Regions from separate parts of the Mus musculus genome. Here region 1 is linked to region 2. Evidence: chromatin contacts called from public promoter capture Hi-C data. All regions are on one chromosome and are shown on one strand. Each heading gives the region's core, a stretch centred on a gene start, on an enhancer-like site or on the middle of the called end of the contact. The rest is flanking DNA. Distances are from core to core; before and after follow the strand shown.

Region 1 (4,517 bases), core at 569-3,068, 2.2 Mb before region 2:
GTAACTTGTGAAAGCTTTTAGAGACCTGCCTTAGTTCTCCTTCCCAATTGCTTTTCCCACAGAGTATGAGTAATAAAAGATTCGCCTACCCCTGCCCCATGCACTTTGATGGTAATTTATGATACAGTTGATTTTCAGGAATTTTTAGTTTATTTTTGCTGCTGGGAAAAACCTTTAGTTTGCAAACTAGAAAACAACTTAATTGCTGCAGAGACCTGCATGGAGTCCTGGAAGTTATCAAAGTTGGATGAGTGCATGGCTCAAAGTCACGGGCTATTCCAGGAACATGGATATGTGCAAGGAGGAGCTGTAAGTCCTTTCTCCCTGGGGACTTTGAGTAAAGGAATGATGGCGTTGTCATTTTAGTAGGACACTATTATTTCTAATAGGGGCTTGATGCCCAATGATGTTATTCTGCCCCATGATGTTCAAGTGACCAAAAAAAAAAAAAAAAAAGCTGAAGGAAATGGAGACGGCAGTGTATTGTTTCAGTGGTCTAGTGAACTAGACTCAGTATTCCTTCAGACTGTACTGGAAAACTGTCCTGTCAGATTTCCCCATACCAGAGGTTGTGCGACCATACGCCTTTAGATGGTACAGGTACATGACAGGAGAGAGGGGCTAGTACAACCCGTGTCAAGATGAAGAGATGCCAGAAAGCAGCCCTCTTATTACTCACAAATCCTGCCCAGGGACTAGAGGACATCAAAACTCAAAAAAGCATGCACAGAGTCTTGAACCATGGGATCTAACACATCTCTACTATTAGTTTTCCTCTTAGGAGAGAAGTTGATAATGACACAGTGATTTTGAGTAAGGCCATTTCTCCTGAGTCACCATGTTAATTACTGTACTTCCACACCACTTCCTAGTTTAGTCTGAGGTTTTCTGTCACTAAACACTAGTAGTTGCTTTGTTGAATAATTCAAAACAAAGGCTACCTTCCATACCTCAACAGCTAAGATAAAACAAATTTGAATTTATATGCAGTAGGTGTTAAGTTTTTATCTCATTACCAAGGTTCGGAGGGCAGTAAGGTCTTAAGTGTTGTGCAACCAATGACCTTAACCCACAAAAACTAGCTGTCAGTCCTACTGAACAGAACATTTAGTTTATGTAAGGGACAGAGCATTAGTACTCTATCTTGGGTTAGACGGGCCGTAAGCTGGGGTTGGGTTAAAGAACTGTCTCCATTCCTCTACGTCTCAAGTGCCTTTTCTTATGGAGAAGGGCTGAAATTCTGCAGGCTGCCACAACAGTACAGCGCTCCGTGACCTTGGGACAACAATGGCTTACTGGTTCTTAGAAGTCACGTTAAACTAGTGTGTGAGCAGCTCTTGAGAAGGGCGAATGCTTTGCATAGAAACTAAACTCCCACGATCAGTGAAGAATCTGTACTACTTTAATATCAAGGTAGCGACCCTCTTGGAGCTCGCCTTTGTGGCCAGATGACTCCCTGGGGGACCCGCCCGGAACCTATGGCTTCACCTAGTCGTGAGCTGGCGCCATTCCCCAGATCCCCCGGGAAGGGCTCGTCCAGACGCAAAAGAAGCGAGGAAGAAACCTTTTTACAAGGCTGGCCGTGGCGGGCCTCGGCTATAACCCCAGCTCTCAGGAGGAAGCTGAGGGATGCCCGCGAGTTCCAGGTCAGCCTGCGTTTCAGTGTGAGACGCAGCTCTCCCCACGCCCGGAAGCCCTCGCCTAAGGCATACTTCACCACCAGCAGGTCTGGGGTCCAGACGACAGCTTGCTCAGACCGCCTCACTCCAGCGCTTTGCGGCACCACGGCCGTAAATGCTCCGACCGTCTGCCGGAAGTGGGCGGAGCTGAGAGGCGGGGGTGGGCTCAGGGCGGGACTACAGGCAGCAGTGTATGGGACTCGAGGCCGCTTTCTTTGCTGGGGCGGGGCATCAGGCGGAAATGGGCGGGATTAGGTAAAAGCCGCGATGTGGGCGTACCTTATGTGGGAAGTGTGGCTTGTGTAACCAGTCTACGACTTGGGCAGTACTCACCGGAAGACTACAGTGCGATTGCGCAGGTTGTCCTTCGCAAAACACTGGGAGTTGTGAGTGGGCGTGGCCTGTCGTCTTGACAACCGTGAGCGTTCCTGCTCTGCAGAGTTCACTTATCCCTAAGCAAAGTTCCTGCTTCTGTCATGGTAAGCCAGGAAAGTGAGGGAGACAGGAAAGGGGCAAGTGCGGATTCCACTTCAGCGCTGTCGAGGGAGGGCAGGCAGACAGGGGCAGTGCGATCCAGAGGTGGCGAGATCCAGATCTTTGCAGTGACTAAACTTTACTAGCTTCCGGTGATGTACATTCCCACTTTGGCTCTGACTGCCTTGTCAGAAAAGTTTTCATTCCAACGCAGAACAATATGGAGCAAATTTCGTGTGTTGTTTCCCATTCTCCATCAAGAGATCATCAATTATCACACTCGTTGAGGGGAGATTCAGAGTGCATTATTTGTGTTTGCTGGCTGGAAGCCAGAGACACACAAAGGAGAATATTACAGCCCTCCGGCTCTGTCAGTTAAGCAGAATATCAGACACAAGCTTTACCAAGGTAACAGCTGGTGTATCTAAAGCGGAGTAATCAAGCTATTAAGGGTAGGAGAGAAGAAAAGATTGGTGCTTTTCAGTCTCTTTTAAGATATAAGTATGTATTTTCTGTAAGTGGTGGGAAGAAATGGGTAGTGAAGGCCTCCCCTGGCAAGACCCCCAATGGGTCATCAGCCAAGTTAAGACTGCTGGCAAATTACAAGAACAAGCACGTATTTGCTACATCGAAAGGTGGATTTAATTTCTTTTTCCTATCTACATAGCACTGTTTCTCAAAGACTTCCAAGCCATTTGGGGGAATATTTAAAATGTAGATTCCAGGAGGTTGCAGCTTCAAACCTAACTGTATCATGGGGCTTCCAGGAAACAAAGTACCATAAACATGTTTGCTTAAACAGTAGAAACTGCTTACCTCACCATTCTGGAGACTGAACATCTGGGGTCAGGGTGTCAGCATGGGGGCAGGGATTTATTCAGATCTCTCTTCTACTTCTAAATAGTTCTTTAGTGTGTAGCAGTGTAAACTCATTTTTTTCATACGATGCTTATTTTCTTCATGAGGGTCTGTATCCAAGATTCCTCTTTGTAACCTGTACCAGCCATATTGAGCCAGAGGCCTGTCCAGTTCCAGTATCAGCTCTTCTTAATTGGGTGAAATAATTACAGACCCTTTTCATAAGCAGGTCAAACGCTAACACACAAGAAGTTAAGATTTTAGTATATGAATTTGAAAATGCATAATTCAACCCCACAATCTAAGGAAGTATACAATTCAGGAAGGGAAGCAACTATACTGTAAGTCCAAGAGGACAAATTTCTCAAAAAGCTTGTCAGGAAGTCCTTTGCCACTTGAACGTTGAAAAGTTTTACTACTGATGGCTCTTATGTTTATGTGAAGGATAAAGATAGGACTTTCCCCACACCTGTTTCATGTTAGAAATACTAGTGAGGGATAAAAATGTGCCCATCATCTTTAGGATATGCTCTTTGAGGAGGATATTTACATAGCCTACCATACAGTATTTGTTTCAAGATGGAAATATGTTAACAATGTGTCAGGGAATACTACAGCCAGGATAAAAATTATTTGTAAAAATCACATGAGAGCAAAGCCTCCCTCGTTGCTCTCTCCCTGATGAATATTTATGGAGAGAATTTCTGAAATGTGTGCACCTTGCAGGAAGATGTCGTCTAAATCTCATTTACTGTGTGCCAAATTTGGCACTGGCATTTTAGAATGATGTTCCCATGGCTCGAACCAGCCCTTCCTATGTGCAGCTCTTCAGATATGTAAACTGTGTAATTTACACTCAGACGGCCTCTTACAGGTTCTTTACCAGAGAGCTGATGGGCACACAGGCCTTCTCAGGAGTTTACGAATAGCATCACGGGAAATACCTGTACTTGTAAATCAGTATTGAAGGACAGAGCTTTCCAAAAAGAGCAGACTGACTGTAAATCATGTGGCTGGGCAGTCTTCACTTCATCGTTAATTGGCAAACTTGAAGAAACTGATTCTCTCCCCATTTTTAAAAAAAAATACTATCAATCTTATGTAATAGAAAGGTTTCTTTTAGACAGCCGCTACATCTGCAAATTTGAAATAGTATCAATAGTCAGTAATGCGTGGAGATTTAGGGCATCTTTTCAACCAGTCCTTTTTTAGCTTGCTCTCCTATCACAGACTCATTGATATAGGAAATTGTATTGACTAACTCAAAAAGATGCTTCGTGAGAAATCTTGTGGGTTTTCTTGCCTGTGTTTTCAGTTTGTTCTGACTTCTTTTTATAGTATTTTTTCAGTTTAAGGTAGCCAAAGAGTCACAGAAAAGTTGCAATGGAGGCACAAAGGAAATTCCCTCGGGCTCTTCTCTAGCTTCTCCTAATTAATGTATTTTGTGATGCTCTGTTGAAAGTATCTGAATACTGTTTTAAAATGTGTCAATTCTTTTGTTTTCCA
Region 2 (4,539 bases), core at 1,580-4,079:
TTCTGACTGCTAATGAGACTTGAGAAAGTCCATGCTAGTCATGTTTGTTTAGCTCTAGAGTGAGCAAATATATAACTTCAGCTCCAGTATTTTGTTTTGATTTGGTTTATTTTCCCCATTCCTTTATTTTTATGGTTAGTTTAAGCTCTCATTTTCCTCATCGTATTTGTACACTGTAGCACTTACAGGGCAGTTTGACTGCTGCTGGGTAGCTCATTCAGTTCATGTAGGAGGTGGGTGAGGAGAGACTGATCAGCGAAGCCTGAGCCCTGTGCCTTCTATGGATGAGTGACTCAGGTTCTGAGGGCGCCTGCTGATAGGACACTGTACAAAGTAGTTCTAGAAATGTATTTAAGGGATGTCCTCTTTCCTTTTGGTACTTCCAAACAGATAAACTTTAGAGCCTGGGCAGACAAATAAACATTGTTTAAATTAGCTTTAAATGGGGATAAATATCTAAAAAGGTTCTTAATTTTTACAAACTCTTCTCCTTGAGAGTTTCTTCTACTTACCAGTTCATTCCAGCCATACAACAACCTAAGAGCCCAGAGAGAGGGTGCTCAGAGAATGAGTTGTGTGCTGTAACCAGCAGCACACAGAGCCCAGAGAGAGGGTGCTCACAGAGTGGGTTGTGTGCTGTAACCAGCAGCACACAGAGCCCAGAGAGAGGGTGTTCCAGAATGGGTTGTGTGCTGTAACCAGCAGCTCACCCTTTCAGAGGAGCTGTCTGTCCTGCATAGCAAGGACAGTTACTTTTCAGTTACTGTTACTGTATCATCCCCAGGGCGAGTGTACAGTAGTTTATATGTAAATACTTTGAAATGCTGTGGAGTTGCATTTTTAGTTTGCTTTATTTTCAGTCAAATACTTACCAAGTGTATATTCTGTGGCTCTAATGTCTTATTTTGATTTAAATAAGTGCTTTTTGGATTCTTTTGTGTATAAATTAGGCACTAAAATGCTTAACAGCTTCTCCAAGTCCCTTGAGTAATTTTCCTGGTGAACAAAGCTGGATATTATCCCTAGGAGCACCTGGACAACCTCTGAGCACTGGGAGTCAGCACTGCTACTGTGCTGAGAGAGACTTGATGATGGTCAGAATACATAGGCTGTGTTTCCCAGCAGCTATCTTTTGACTAGTGAATATGAAACATTTTAATTTTGTTTTCAGCAGAAAAAGGAGACATTCTTATTTTCAAACCATTGCCACTAGTTCTAACTACTGGTGATTATTTCAGAGTTCTTAGCACTTCTTTCTTTGCTAAATCCCAGGACAACAGAAGCATGAACAGGGAGAGACAGGAGTGGGTTCAAGCGTACGATGACCAAGTAGCCAGAGGAGTTAATGCGAGGACTGTAGCTGCTCGTCCTGCCTGTCTCTATTCCTTATTAACTCTGCTGTCTCTGTCTTCCAGTTCCTGTCAAGTGCTGGTGTCAATTGTGTTCTTGTCTGTAGTTTTCTTTTGTTTGTTTGTTTGATTCCTACTATTCTGCACCTAAAACTGATCAACTAATTTGCTGTTTTGAACTCAGCCTTTGTCGGAATTATGGGTAACACAAGATCTTACAAACTGCTAGACTGGAATAGTTTCAATTCAGGTATTTTAATGGTCATTCAGTATTACATATGCTGACAGAAATTATGGCAGCTCAGTGAGGTTTTAGAGACATTATAGATTAACTAGATCATTCTGTGATAGTTATGTCACAGCTTGTAATTTGCATGGAAATGCATGTGCTAAATGAATCAAAACCATACCATAAATTATGAATGACTTTGCTTATGTGACTAACTTTCAGAATATAATTAAATTCTATTTATGCATTTGGCCAGTGTTTTCATATCTGGTAAGTGATACAGGCATTAGCTTTATCATTAAGCAGCATTTGTTAAATACATTAAACAACCAGCCTGATAAACCTTAAAGCACGCTTAAACTGCTCGGTAAGCCTTAATAGTATTTATTGTCTTTTAAATGACCAGGAAATGAGACTCCTAGCATTCTCATATATAATGCTAGAAATGTTCCAAAATTTCATAGCAGGACAGTTTTCTTCAGGACAATTAACTATCTATAAGCTTTCCTCTTTCCACATGAGATTTCCAGTTTTTCTTTATAAGTAATTTGAATATAGTCTGTATCCATTAACATGAAACAAACCAAAACTTTACAGCTGATGATGTGTTTTAGTAAGGCCAGTTAGCTTCTTTTGAAAAGCATATTTCTACTAATATACATATCTAAAATTATTTTTGGAATTAAAACTTCTATTTTAATTAAACACTAAAGTGGATATTTAAAGGATTTTTTTTAGTCCCTTGTCTCAGCATATCTTATAGCCAAACAAAAGCACCAAAGGGCTCAGCATTTTCAGGAATCTTACAGTGTGTGTAAGCATCGGTCAGAGTTGTGAGCTCTGGTGGCCCTTGACCGACTCTGAAGGGAGTCGTGTTCCTGATGTGGCTTTGTCAGTACAAATGCAAAGTGGTCTCAGTTCCAGACTCTTTAGGGGAATTGCCTTTGTATTCAAGACAGGGTCTTACCACTGTGCTGACATTTGTTAAAGTGAAAAGGGCTGTGTTCGAGGTACTGCCTTTTTTCTTTTTGGTGAAAAATGAAACGTACCCTATTAGATTTGTTTTATAAAGTGAGACTGTATTCCAATACATGGTTAGCTTGGTGCAATTAGAAAAATAGGTTGTGCATAAAAATGATTGGTCACTAACAACTTAAGGAAGTAAAATCTTGTAGATCAGCCACTTGTAGAGTGTGGTAGTTGGCCAGGTGACAGAAATGTTTTATAAAAGGAAAGTGCAGAAGTTAAATTCCCAGACACAAGAACACTGTCCCAGGCAAGCAGGGCAGCAGTTTGGCCAGGAGAGACATGGTTGAGGAAGCAGTATATCTTGCCATCACTGAAAGTAATATCAGATGGGAAGTGTGCAGAAGAGACGTGGGTAGGGAGCCATGTGCTGAGGAGGAGTGAGACTCTGATGGCAGACGGCTGGGTGAGCAGTGAGCCAGATACGGTACAGGATGGCTAGACATACACAGGACAGCCAGACATACAGGACGGCTAGACATACACAGGGCAGCCAGACATACAGGACGGCTAGACATACACAGGGCAGCCAGACATACAGGACGGCTAGACATACACAGGGCAGCCAGACATACAGGACGGCTAGACATACACAGGGCAGCCAGACATACAGGACGGCTAGACATACACAGGGCAGCCAGACATACAGGACGGCTAGACATACACAGGGCAGCCAGACATACAGGACGGCTAGACATACACAGGGCAGCCAGACATACAGGACGGCTAGACATACACAGGGCAGCCAGACATACAGGACGGCTAGACATACACAGGGCAGCCAGACATACAGGACGGCTAGACATACACAGGGCAGCCAGACATACAGGACGGCTAGACATACACAGGGCAGCCAGACATACAGGACGGCTAGACATACACAGGGCAGCCAGACATACAGGACGGCTAGACATACACAGGGCAGCCAGACATACAGGATGGTTACAGGATGAGGATGGCGAGTACTCATAGTGTCATCCTGCGACTGAAATAAGGTTGAGTGCAATCCGAGGTTAGAAAAAGGACTCGAAAATTCTGAAGAAAATGTGATATGTTTGGTGAATATATTCAAATAATTTTTACATATCCTCTGAATTTGGAGGTATCCTGCCATTGCTGTCCCATAATATCAAAATGTCAAGAATTGACCATGCTTCGAGCTGGAGAATGGGTCAGTGGTTATGAGCACTGACTGCTCTTTCACAGGCCCCAGGCTCAATTCCCGCAACCGCATGGCAGCTCATAGCTGTCGCTAATTCCAACTCCAGGGGATCCAGTGCTGCCTTCTAGCCTTCACAGGTACTGCATGCACATGGTAGCCAGAAATACAGGCAAACACCTAAACACAAACGTTAAAAAAAAAAAAAAAAAAGAACCTAGGCAAACAAAGATTTGACCCTTATTAGTAAGAAAAATAGTGATTAATATTATGTTTAGCACATACTTCATTTCTTGAGTTCTGTGACACTGTGAGTAATTGTGGCCTTAGTTTGATAATAGTTATCCAGGAACACACACACACACACACACACACACACACACACACACACACACAGAATTCAGAATGAGAAACACTTGTTAGGTGCTAGACTTCCGTAAAAAAGTATTAAATGTTTTACTGTGTTGTATACAGTGTGGAAGCAGGCATGATTAACCAACCATGTTGGTGTCTGTTCTGATTCTTAAGCTAATTTTTGAAGGCTGTGCATATCAGATTTTCATAGGTTTCTAATCTTTCAGTAAGATACTTAATGCTGTATGAATGCATATTCTATTGTGTCCCAAACCTCTAGCATTTGTGAGTCAGTCTGAGGCAGTGCTTCTCTGTTAGTTGGATAGCTACTTTATAGACCACAAAGTGTTCCGTGACTGAGTCCTCCTGCCCATTGCTTTTGTTCTAGCCATCTGGTCCCATGTTGACCACAGTGATGGGAC

The links. Promoter capture Hi-C pulls out the DNA fragments that hold promoters and counts their contacts.
Region 1: a promoter capture Hi-C map of the C10 cell line shows a contact between it and region 2, with 5 times the contacts expected there. The contact joins the promoter of Etfrf1 here to the enhancer-like site in region 2. A contact is called at or near these places in 5 of 39 promoter capture datasets (the C10 cell line, embryonic stem cells, hippocampal neurons and 2 more).

Annotation. Positions count from the first base shown.
Region 1 is chr6:145,208,448-145,212,964 of GRCm38.p6, reverse strand. Etfrf1 (electron transfer flavoprotein regulatory factor 1) reads right to left here and starts at 1,818. Exons shown (of 3, transcript NM_133688.3): 1 at 1,713-1,818. It overlaps Casc1 (cancer susceptibility candidate 1), which reads left to right and starts at 1,995. Exons shown (of 16, transcript NM_177222.4): 1 at 1,995-2,158. The coding sequence starts at 2,156.
Region 2 is chr6:143,056,206-143,060,744 of GRCm38.p6, reverse strand. C2cd5 (C2 calcium-dependent domain containing 5) reads left to right here. Exons shown (of 29, transcript NM_001362113.1): 12 at 1,534-1,599. Among named protein-coding and RNA genes, the nearest start is that of C2cd5, 42 kb to the left of the region's middle. Within about 2 kb of position 2,829, at least 17 of the 459 cell types and tissues checked have an H3K27ac peak or open chromatin away from gene starts, as enhancers often do.